Linked DNA regions of Gasterosteus aculeatus: region 1 is linked to region 2. Evidence: chromatin contacts called from public Hi-C data. All regions are on one chromosome and are shown on one strand. The core of a region is the stretch at or near the end of the contact, and the rest is flanking DNA. Distances in the headings are between cores, read along the strand shown.

The links. A called contact is a pair of places that touch in the nucleus more often than the background predicts.
Region 1: a Hi-C map of skeletal muscle shows a contact between it and region 2, with 2.7 times the contacts expected there. The contact joins two enhancer-like sites. A contact is called at or near these places in 2 of 6 Hi-C or Micro-C datasets (both in skeletal muscle).

The regions. Positions count from the first base shown.
Region 1 is chr4:15,755,106-15,760,966 of fGasAcu3.hap1.1, reverse strand. It overlaps tenm1 (teneurin transmembrane protein 1), which reads right to left. Exons shown (of 38, transcript XM_078101485.1): 27 at 4,926-5,122; 28 at 4,191-4,504; 29 at 3,433-3,605; 30 at 1,721-1,965; 31 at 704-997. Among protein-coding and RNA genes, the nearest start is that of sh2d1ab, 16 kb to the left of the region's middle. Within about 2 kb of position 1,851, at least 4 of the 9 cell types and tissues checked have open chromatin away from gene starts, as enhancers often do.
Region 2 is chr4:15,541,463-15,546,684 of fGasAcu3.hap1.1, reverse strand. No RefSeq gene overlaps it. Among protein-coding and RNA genes, the nearest start is that of LOC120818491, 10 kb to the right of the region's middle. Within about 2 kb of position 2,639, at least 4 of the 9 cell types and tissues checked have open chromatin away from gene starts, as enhancers often do.

The DNA of each region.
Region 1 (5,861 bases), core at 602-3,101, 220 kb before region 2:
CTCGGTCCGAGCCGCGTTGGTTCCTCTTCAACCTCGACGGAAGGTGGAGCCCCCGTCGGTTGTAGCACCCCCCCCGTATCGTATTTAAAAGTTGCCAGCTCTGCAGTACCTCTGTGTTGTACGTTGTATCTTGTACAACATGTCTAACCGTTTGCCAGTAGAACCCACTTTCAGGAAACCACTCGTTTCTTTTCTTTTCAACTTACAGAGCCGGTGAACTCATTTCAGTTACGTAATTCATCACAATGAATATCTTGGCTGCCTGTAAGGCTCTCAAAGCCATGGTGCTGTTGCTTAGTGCAGCTTTAAGTGCACACTGATTTAAAAAGTCTGGATAAGTGAACTCAGACATAATCTTCACTCGGCAAATTGATTTTCAAAGTTGAATAAAACGAATGCAACCTAGAGGCTCCCTCAAAGGAAGGAATACATTTATAGATTTTTCAGTATAGCGCTGTAAATTATTTTAAATTGTGTTTTCAATTTGTAGCTTCTCATTTCAAACAACACAAGGGCCTCTCACAGTTTTGGTTTTGGTTTTGCTTACCACTAAAATCACCTTGAAGCACAAAGGAAGAGCAACCGTGTGAGAGTTTTGCAAAAATCAAAAGAAAAAAGCCATCAAAGAAAATATGACTAACGCTGTCTCCCCCACCCCTCCCGCCACACATAATCATATGCTTTCCACGTGTGCGGGTCTCACTTTATCAGCGTATGTGTAGCTCCAGATCTTGCCGTTGACCCAGGCCCTGGACACCACCCTGTCGTTCTCATACTCCAGCCGCTCGGACCAGTCTCCGCGGTGAATGGATGACAACAGGCCTCCAGCAGAGTAGCTGATGTTCACTTCGGTGTACTTGCTACTGGGGGACCAGACCACGGGCCGGCCCAGCGAGTCATACTGGATGTGAAGTGTGAACTTCCTGTGATCGTCGTAGATCTTCCCTACTCTGGTGCTCTGATCAAAGTCTATGGACAGCAGGTTCCTGTTGTGTGCCTGAAAGGAGAGCATTGAAATATCAGCTAAAGGTTGAACAAAATAGAACTTATTTTTTTCATTTTACTGCTTTAAAATCACCATAGATATGTAAATATGCCCGCGGACAAGCAATTATGAATAAAGTGGTATGTCGGAGACATATTTCATTAGTTTGGATAAATGAATTGGGACATTTAGAACCAACTGGACCTGCATAACAACAATAAATCAAGTCAAGGAATGAGGCTTGGGCATTGCTGTTTAATGAATATAATGAAATATGAAATATGAGGGGTGTACTTTTTGTTCCAAGGAAAAAGAGAAGAGGAGTTGCAGTTGGGGTGTGTGATTTGTGGAAAGTACAACGAACGGGTTGTGAGTCATCTCACTCTCAGCGACACCATTAGTCTCGCAAAGCATCTAACACCTTGTGTAACAGCAAGCTGGGGCGTTGTTCAAACGGCTCTACAGATTGGAAGGCTCGCTGAGTAGATTTCACTGAGAAATGTCATATCTTGGTCAGATGTCAGATTGCGACAACTTTTGGTAAACTCTGTGTACTTCAAAGATGCGTGATGATGTTGGACGATTCCCACCAGTTTCCATATAATGCTGCTGGTGTTTACTGGTTACCACAATGGTTTAATACAGGCTGTCTTTTTGTAGTAATGAATTTAGGGAACTGGAGTCTCTATATTATCCAATTTAGCTGAACAATAAGCGGGTGATTTAGTGGTTTACCCTGAGCCTCCGTTCATAGGTGCTGTAGTTAGTCTTGCTCTGCTCCTTCCTCTGCCTCCACTCTATCAGGCTGGGGGCGTGGTCTCCCGGCAGGCTGATGTTACAGCGGCTGGCCGTGGGACTGACTCCTCCCCCAGTGCCTCCGGGGAGGAGGGGCTCCGTGATGAGTGACAGCTCCATCCCGCTCGCCAGCGTAACAAGGAAGGACCCGTCGGCGCTGACTCTGTACGAACTCTGAGCGTGGTCTGGAGGTGTTGGGACGGTTACACACACGTAGAGAGATGCACAAACACAGAACACAAGGGTGTGCAAAACCACATACGCACACATATGATGCACCAACATATGAAAAAAAGTGTGAAAAAACATTGTCTGTGTTATTGTCTATGCAAAACAACTAAGAAACACGGTGTTGAGCTACAGAAGCTGACTACATAATTGTTATGAATACAAGTCTGGCTTTTTCCACTGGGGTTCTGAATTAACGGCTGATGTTGTTTTCTCAACAACATCAGTGTACTGTAACCTCTATTCCATCTTTGGATGGATGTCACCTGTTCAAAAGGAGACCATGTGAAAGAAAGACCGAAAGAGTGAGAGTGCGATGAAAAAAAAAGAGGAGACGGTCAGATGGGCAGGGCCCGTGTTTTCACAAGGCGCAAAACTATTCTCAGAAATTGGGCTTTGGGTTTAACAGTTTTCTAAATACAATTTTACCAAGAAGTAACATATGCCTGCATAGCTGCCTTATGCCTCTGCTCATTTCCAATTAACAATAAAATTTTTTCAATGAAATGAAGAAAGAAATAGCAAAAATTATCGTAAAAATGTAGTTTTAGAGGCAGGGCAAGACAGTGAGTTTCTGGGGGGTGAAAGTAAAAAGGGGCAGGGGGTGGCACTCTCCAAAATAGGGGGCTATTTCAGTTCTTCCCTGGCAGCTCTGTCATACTCTGCACATGCCTGCGTTTGTGCATGTGCGCTCTGTGTGTGTCGGAGCAGCTTTTCGCTCCCTGCAGTCCTGTCATTGTGACAACTGCTGGAAAGCAATTAAAGGGATGACATGAGAGGAAACTGCTCCCATGAGCGGCTTCTCCACTCCACTCTCATTTTCTCCTCTTCTCATCTCTGCCCTCTCTTCCGTTTTTTTGTTTTTTTTTCATCCTAAGACCATTAATGCGTTTCACAAGTCAGTCTGGTCTGCATCTTTTTTGAAAATAATATACATAAACTGTATGTATATATGTATTATACTTTTACTTTCCATTAGTGCGGTCATGTAACAAAGTCATATGGTTGCCGAATTTTCTATAGAAAGGAAAAATCCTTTTCCCAAATGCTGTGACTCTCTCACTCACTGTGACTCTCTCGCTCACTAATCAGAAGGATTATATAAAATAAACTACTACAAAAACGCAGGTCAGTGGGTTTGACCAGCCCAGAATACCAGTCATGTTACTGCAGTTTGCCAGGCATGCATTTTTAAACATGGCTGAGCCCTCATAGTCTCCCACCGTCTCACACATCTGTGTATGTAGCCCCCCGGGGGTTGAGTCAAAAGCGGCCTTTCGACAAGTTGGTGGTAAGCTCGATGGGGGTGGATGCGTTGTGACGAGGCTATGATCTTTCCTATGAGGCAAGTCGGTCTTCCTTCAGCTTACCAACAACCCAACCGACCTCGGTCGCGTGTGAACAAACACTTGATGACGCCTTACCTTGTCTGAAGGTGTAGATGGTGTCGCTGGCAGACAGGTTGGTGCTGGTGACAAAGTTCTCTCGGGTGGACGCGTCGACCTCCACCCGAGACCAACGTTCAAGGTTGCCGTGGAAACCGCTCACCACACCCGTGGGGAGGGTGATGTTGGTCACGCGGCCCTCACTGTTGTACCTTGGAGAGGAAACACAAAGAGGATGATGCACAATCGCTAACCTGCAAAAACACACACACACACACACACACACACACACAGATGAGTTTGTCTCTTCGGCAAATAGCACTCGCACAAGCCAATAAACGCACGTATGCATACGCACTATCCCTCCGTTTCTCCTGTCGTGCACAAACATCGCCACAGAGTAACTGTCAACTGTGATTTATATGTGTAATTATCCAGTTGTGGAACTTGAGACAGAGGCTCGGTCCGCGGTGAATGATGTAGACGGATGTGTTTTTGTGTGTACTATACGCGTGATAGTAAACATGTGTGTGATTAAAGGGTTGCGAAGACGTCCTTCAGATAATCAGTCACTAAAGCAAAATTTAGACAGAAAAGTCCCCCCGTTTACTACAGTGATGGTCAGCCACCAGATGGCACTCACATTTCACACCGCAAACGGAAGCTCTGACTCGCATTAAACACACACACACATGATTGCAATTCCAAGTCTGCGCATACACAGTGAGGATGCCAACCACGAATAAAAGAAAAAGTGAAAGAAGAATAGATTGAGAGAGCAAAAAAAAAAAACTTACTCATAAACAGTGGTCCAACTGTTCTCATCACTCTTGGTTGCTAGGAGACCTGTGTTACCATGGTAAGTGATGTGGGCGATGTCATGGCCTTGAGCTGACACCTTCCTCAGTGTTCCACTGTTGCTAAGAGACAGCCAGTACACCTGTCCACCAGGTAGTGCCAGCCAGAGAGGCACTCCACGAGCGTCCCTCCTCACCTGCAGGCCGCGGCCGTCGCGACTCGTCAGTCCGGACAGCTGGCCGTCCGAGACGTAGGAGAAGTTGTACAGGTAGTGGCCGGTGATCAGGTGTTTGGTGTGCATGTGGGAGCCATTCTGTCGCGGAAACAAAGAGATGGGACAGCTATTCCTCAATGCGTGAATACGTGTTATGATCTCAGCACACCTTTGTAGCTTTATAGAAGCTATTCAATAAGCGGAAAGTTCTACCTGTATCAGTTAGTACATGTTGATGTATGTGAGCTTGACCAACGGGTTAGCTAACAGCCGCCGCGCTGCGCTCATTGGTGTTTACAGCTGACAATGATGTCATGACCAAAGGCTCCGGTAATCTGATGTCTAAGAACAATGTCTTTGTATGTCTCAACTTGTTCTATTAATGCACAAACACGTCCTGTGAACTGGGACAGTAATGGTGTTTGTACAAAATGTTTTTGCCCTCGTTCTGACCGTATGTGGATGTTGATTTAAAAATACCCCTGATCTGGAGACTATTCATAGCTTAGGCATTGTGTACCTGGCTGAAGAGATACAGCTCCTGGTCCAGTGGGGAGCTGATCTCCATCAGTCCAACTGGGCTGGGCTGAGGCTGGTTGGGGCTGACGGCTCTGATGCGGATGTTGCCCACATCAGCAATATATAGGGTGCCGTTGGGGGCCACGGCCAGCGAGGAAGGAGCTTTGAGACGGGCGTCACGGGCGTAGCCTCCATCTCCTGATAGGAGAAAAACAAAAAGACGTAGTTTGGGTGAGGACAAACTCTTTACAGACATGAAAGCGCAAGCGGAGCCCCCCCTCAAACACCAACACACCGGGCCATTCGACTGATTCTCCAGAGGCTGAGAGACGACACACCTGATACAAACCGTCCCGGCAAAATATGAAGATCCCATGTAGCCGCTTAAGCGTTTATCAGTTTAACTCAGGACTTGGATTTGTTGGGATGCTGCAGGTTGCCAGCGATACGACCACCTTGATAGGGACCCCGGCCTATCAGACGGCGGTAGTGGGCGACTGACTGCAGTCAGATGTTTTTTGGTAGCGCAGCAGGATTACAGCCCTGGTGGGGCCCTTTAGATGCTGTCAGCAGTAGGCCCGGGGCCTCTGCTGGCTCCCTGCAGGCAGCAGGGTGGCATTTTATCTCTTGACAGCATGCACCATGTGCATATGTGTGTGTGTGTGTGTGTGTGTGTGTGTGTGTGTGTGTGTTCATGTCTTGTATTTGCGGGCGTGCGCTCACACGTGTGCGCATGTTCAAAGACACTGTGCGACTGTTTGCGGGGATGGGATGGAAACGGAAAGCCTCTGAAGAGAGTAATCATCTGTTAACAGCAAGACATGATTGAAAATATGCAAAGTACAAGCGAAGGAATAGCGATGGTTACAAGCCATTGGCTCGTGGCATGGGAGAGACACTTCCCTCCATTTTGAATAAAAAAGGAAGCTGATTTTTA
Region 2 (5,222 bases), core at 1,390-3,889:
CCATACCCCCCCCCCCGTGTTTCATTATGGTATCTATCAACTATATATTCCTAACCTTTGGCGCATGACTTGTGTTTGATGCAAGTCTGTCTCCTGTTTGCAGACAATGAATATCCTGTTGAATTATTTTACGTTGTTGAGTGAGTATTTTTAACAGTGTAACAGCGGTGCATTATCAATCCCGATGAGAAGACGGCAACACTTCATCTAACCCGACTGAAAAATGCCATCTCTCCTACTTGGACCTTGCCACGTGGTTGAAGGCAAAGCTCCATGTTTGTGTCGTCTCTGCACTTGTTGTCCCTAAAGCAACGTGTTCCTCGAGGTGTTATATCATTATTGTTTAATATTAAGCTGAAACAAGTCCACTAATATTTACCCTTTATGCACTCGCGCTACCTAACTTTGACTCCTCCAACTGAATGGCCTTTTAGAGTGCGATGAAAACCTCACGCTGTTTCAAAGTGTACAGTATATACCATAAGAAATACTGAGTCCTATATTTCAAGCTCTAACAGCATTTACCTCCTGGCAAAGACCCGACTCCAACACTGAGACACAGACCAGTGGAGGAGAATTGTTCCTCCTCTCGCTCTTAATACTGATAATAAAACATGCACACTTATGGACTTGAATATGTGTAGATATCACACGGCCATTTCCTCTTCCTTTATTCATTCTTATTTTTAATCCATGTCCTTGTTACTTCCGTTGTGCATATATATTCATGGGTATGTGTTGTACACATTGTCTCTGTGCTTATTTACGCTGCATAATGGGAAAAGAGCCAGGGACATTACAATTACAATTGTTATTTCCATAAAAACAATCTCTGTGTATTTACACACCAGAAGGACACATCTAATTGAATCGATTTCCGTTGCAGATGACGGATTCACCTTCTGTCATGGTGGAGGTCTGATTTCCATGGCGTGAAAATGTGGTTTTATTTCCTGGCTTATCTCTGCTACCTCTGCCTCATCTGCTCTTGGTTCCCTCAGCATTACACTCTCTCTCTCTCTCTCTCTCTCTCTCTCTCTCTCTCTCTCTCTCTCTCTCTCTCTCTCTCTCTCTCTCTCTCTCTCTCTCTCCCACATCTTTCTCTCTCCGACTTTTTCACTAACATTACCACCAGCAGAGAAATGATGGTAATTGGCCATTTCGGGCTCGGGCGGCTGCTAACATGAAAGCGAAAGTGGCTTCATCTTGGACTACTGGGCTCTCACCTCTTCAACAGTTTTCCCTCTAATAACCAGAATACCTTCTTTTCCATGGTGCACTCTCAATGAGTACGCATGAATAAATGAATGTGCACCCTGGTAAATTGGATAAACACATATGGGACACACAACGTCACCCTGATTTCACCCCGTCTCGACTGATTGCAAGTTAGAGCTGAGATAGACGAAGGTCTCCCGTATAACCAACCTCTTATCTTGCCTCTGATGGCCTTTAAGCAAGGATGATGTGCTTGGCCGGATGATAAATGAGAAAAGTTCCACTTAGGTTGCAGCTTTTATATTTAAACCAAACCACGAATTGCATCAACTGGGCCTTGTGGAATTCTATGGAATCATGTTTTCTTCCTCTTCTTCTTTTTCTTCTTCTTCTTCTTCCTTTGCTTGACCAGGCCTCTCCCCAAATGTGCAAAGCAAACGAAATCATCTCCCGGTGATGCAGTGAAAAATCATGAAATTGAGTACAGAGGGATCCCTCTATTCTGCAGCATCCCGCAGCCTGGTACCTTGTAACAGAGATCCAATCGATGCCTGTAGCTTTAATCGCATCTAACTTGAATGCCAGCCACATCTCCAAGGTCTAATTCTTTACTTTCACACCAAATTACTTTTCAGCCCGAGGCACATATTCCTCTAAAAAGTGTATCTGCGGTCACAGCTCCGGCAGTATGACCATGGTCCATTGATTGACAAGCAGCTAAAGGCTGAATTCCAATGGAGTTACTGCACATGTAACTACACCTTCATTACAGCGAGAGCAGCCCAAAGACTCCCTCAGTCATTAATACTGCCTCAATTTGGACCAGTGCAGAGCCCAATCACGTCTCTTTATTACGTTTGATAGCAGTTTCTTATTGAGCTGATCTAACAACAACCGCTGATTCAATGAGAGAGCTTCCAGAACCTTCCTGGTAGTCTATTCAAATCCTTATAGCAAATCCAGTCAATTTTATTTCATCATTTTAGATCAACTCCTCTGGTTTCTCACTATCAGTCAGATTCCCTTGAAACCTGTATTTGCCTGTGTGGTATTACTCCTGAAATAGACAATATTCTCCAATGTACGCTAGATCTAATTTCTAATATTAAAGGATTGTCTCGTATTCCACAGTTCTACTGAGAAAAGATGTATGCGTGACGTCCAGGGAAAGAGCCGGAGTGCCATCGTGTGGCAGAAGCCCTTTGCTGCAGATTGGATGCACAGGAACTCTAATGCACAACTTATAGTATACAAGTGGAGTGGCTCCATGTTTCAGCCTACTTCACCGAAATGTGTGGATTTTGTATTTAAAGACACGTGTCTAATTTGACGTGTGAAAGAAGCGGACAATTTTTACACCCTGCTTGTAAGTAAAATAAGTGAACAGTTTTGGCTGGTTCCTCTAGATGTCTCTCTTTACTCAAGTGTATCTCTGCTTCTAGATATTTAACAGCCTCTACACGCAGTTACATCACCCAGAGAGGATCTCAGTGTGCGTGCGTGTGTTTTAAGGGGTGGTGGGTTGTTGAGATTTATTCATGTCATGAAACAAACCATGCATAACACACTTAGCCAGAAAGAAAAAAAAACAAAGCTGACACAAAAAACTACTTGGAAACACAGAAAAAATACATTTAGAAAGAAATTAAACAAGTAGACATGCGTGACCATTAAAAACAAATAACTATAGAGGATGCCTGAAAGTAAAGCCATCTATGATGTTAGGATATGATAGTGAAAATATTTCATAATGCTGCAATTAATGCTGAGGTTTCCAAAATGTCCACGTCCCTCCCTCGTTTGCTCCCCTCTCTGTGTGATAAGACAGGATATGCAGGAAGGGAACGGAAAGCTCGCCGGGCATTTCTCTCCGCCTCTAACTAGGACACAGTAAAGGAGCTGTAGCAGAGGACAGAGGGACACAGAAGGAAGGAGGGATCACATCCAGCTAAAATTGATGGGCCTAATAATGTGTTATTGCCTCGGTTATAAACGGGGCAACCCAGGTCGCTTTTTACACAGCCTAACCGGGGCAGAGAACACTGACCAGGGACAAGGAGGGGTTCAGAGGTCAATGTTCATCAAGTAGATTAAAAAAAGACAGTTTAATAGAACGTTCCTAACGGCAAGGAATGCTGGTTTACTATCAATCACACTATTCATTATTTACTCTCTCTCCTTTGATCTCACACCGTTTAATCTGTTGCTGACACATTGTGATGAGATCACACACAATGATGCTCAATGTTTCTCGCTCGTCTTCCGAGTTAAATACTTCTTCTCTGCTGCATGCGATCCCTTCCCTCCGGCACGCCGTCCCATGGGTTTCTTTCCCCAATCAGAAGCATTGCTTTCCGGAGAAGTGGGAGATGAACGGAAAAGGGTGTTTTGTATGCCGGGCTGCTTTCCTCTCGCTGCATGCTGACCCACAAACACAGCCAAGTGGAGACAGAACTGGGGTGATAAACATCTGCCTGATCACACTTTTCACTGCAGCATTTGTTCTTACGAAAGCTATGAAGAAACGCCTCATTAAAATTCTAGCACATGAATGCTCTTAATTTCATCCTTCCGGAGTCTTGATTCTGATTTGAATTCCTAAAAAATCTGCGGTTTCCTCCCTTGCCCTCCAACAGGAAGTAGAACTGTGGTTGTCTTCCGCTCGTCTTGTATAATGAAACCCGCCTTCCTGTTTTCAGATTCATCCTGATAATGGCCGAAAAGTCCCAAGCTAAAAGCTACTCACACACACACACACACACACACACACACACACACACTCTGGCCTCTGTCCCCTCCATCCCTCTCTTTCCTCTCTCCCTCTCCGACGGGCATGTGGAGCGGATAACAAAATGTATGGCCGAGTTAAAACAACTTCAATTTTTACTGCTTTTACGTTTTTTTTGCCGCTGTGCGACGCTCACCTATAATATTCTTTCAATCTTTATATCGGGGCTGTCGAGTTTTCAAGAAAAACGGTCCAGGGGGGCGGGTATCAGGATCGTCAGGGATCCGAACTTGGGTCTCCATGTAGCAGGCGGATTGCCTTCCACTGTGCTACGAGTGATTGTGACTCAGGTGCAGAGAAAGAGAGGGCAGAGTTGTTTGTGGCGAATCAAACAAGATTTCTTTACTTGAAAAGAGCAGGATGATTCCATAGTAACTCAAAAAACATTTCTAGACAACTAAAAACAAGGTCTGGGCATTTAACAAGGTAACTAAGGGTGTCCCAATAAAGAGGCAACAAAATATCTCAAAAACCAAAAACGATTAACAGAGGTAGAGCATTTAGAATCTCACGTGGCTAGGCTCCAGGTGGGAAGTTCCAAGACTCTGCAAACACAAATAAACTCAGGTGGCCTTTTAAAGGCTAGAAAACAAGGCACAGGTGAACACAATGAAAACAATACCACAACAACACTGAGGATTCCCCATGGTCTTTCAGGGTACTGCAGTCCAAAAACCCTGACAAGACCCCCCTCCTTATGAACGTCTCCTGACGTTCCCTCGAGGGTGATCTGGATGACTTTGGTGGAAGGTCCTGATGAGGGTTGGATCGAGTACAAGCCGGGAAGGAACCCAGGACCGTTCTTCCGGACCATAGCCCTTCCAGTCCACCAGATATTGCAGGCCCCTCCCCACCCGGCGACAGTCCATTAGACGTTGGACCGTATAAGCTGGACCGCCGTCGATGATCCTGGTGGTAGGAGGGGTCATAGCTGGATGGACCAGTGGGCTCGTGGCAACTGGGCGTAGCCGGGAGACATGGAAGGTTGGGTTGATCCGCATGGACCGGGGGAGTTAGAGGCGATAGGCTAATGGATTAACCTTCCTCACAACCTTGAAGGGCCCCACAAACCGCTGAGCTAGCTTGCAGGACTCCACCCGCAGAGGAAGGTCTCGCGTTGATAGGTAGGCGCTCTGTCCTGGACGTAGAGGGGGAGCAGGTCTGCTCTTACTTATGGCGCAGACCGAGCAGGCCGCAACAAAAGTTCAAAATGTTC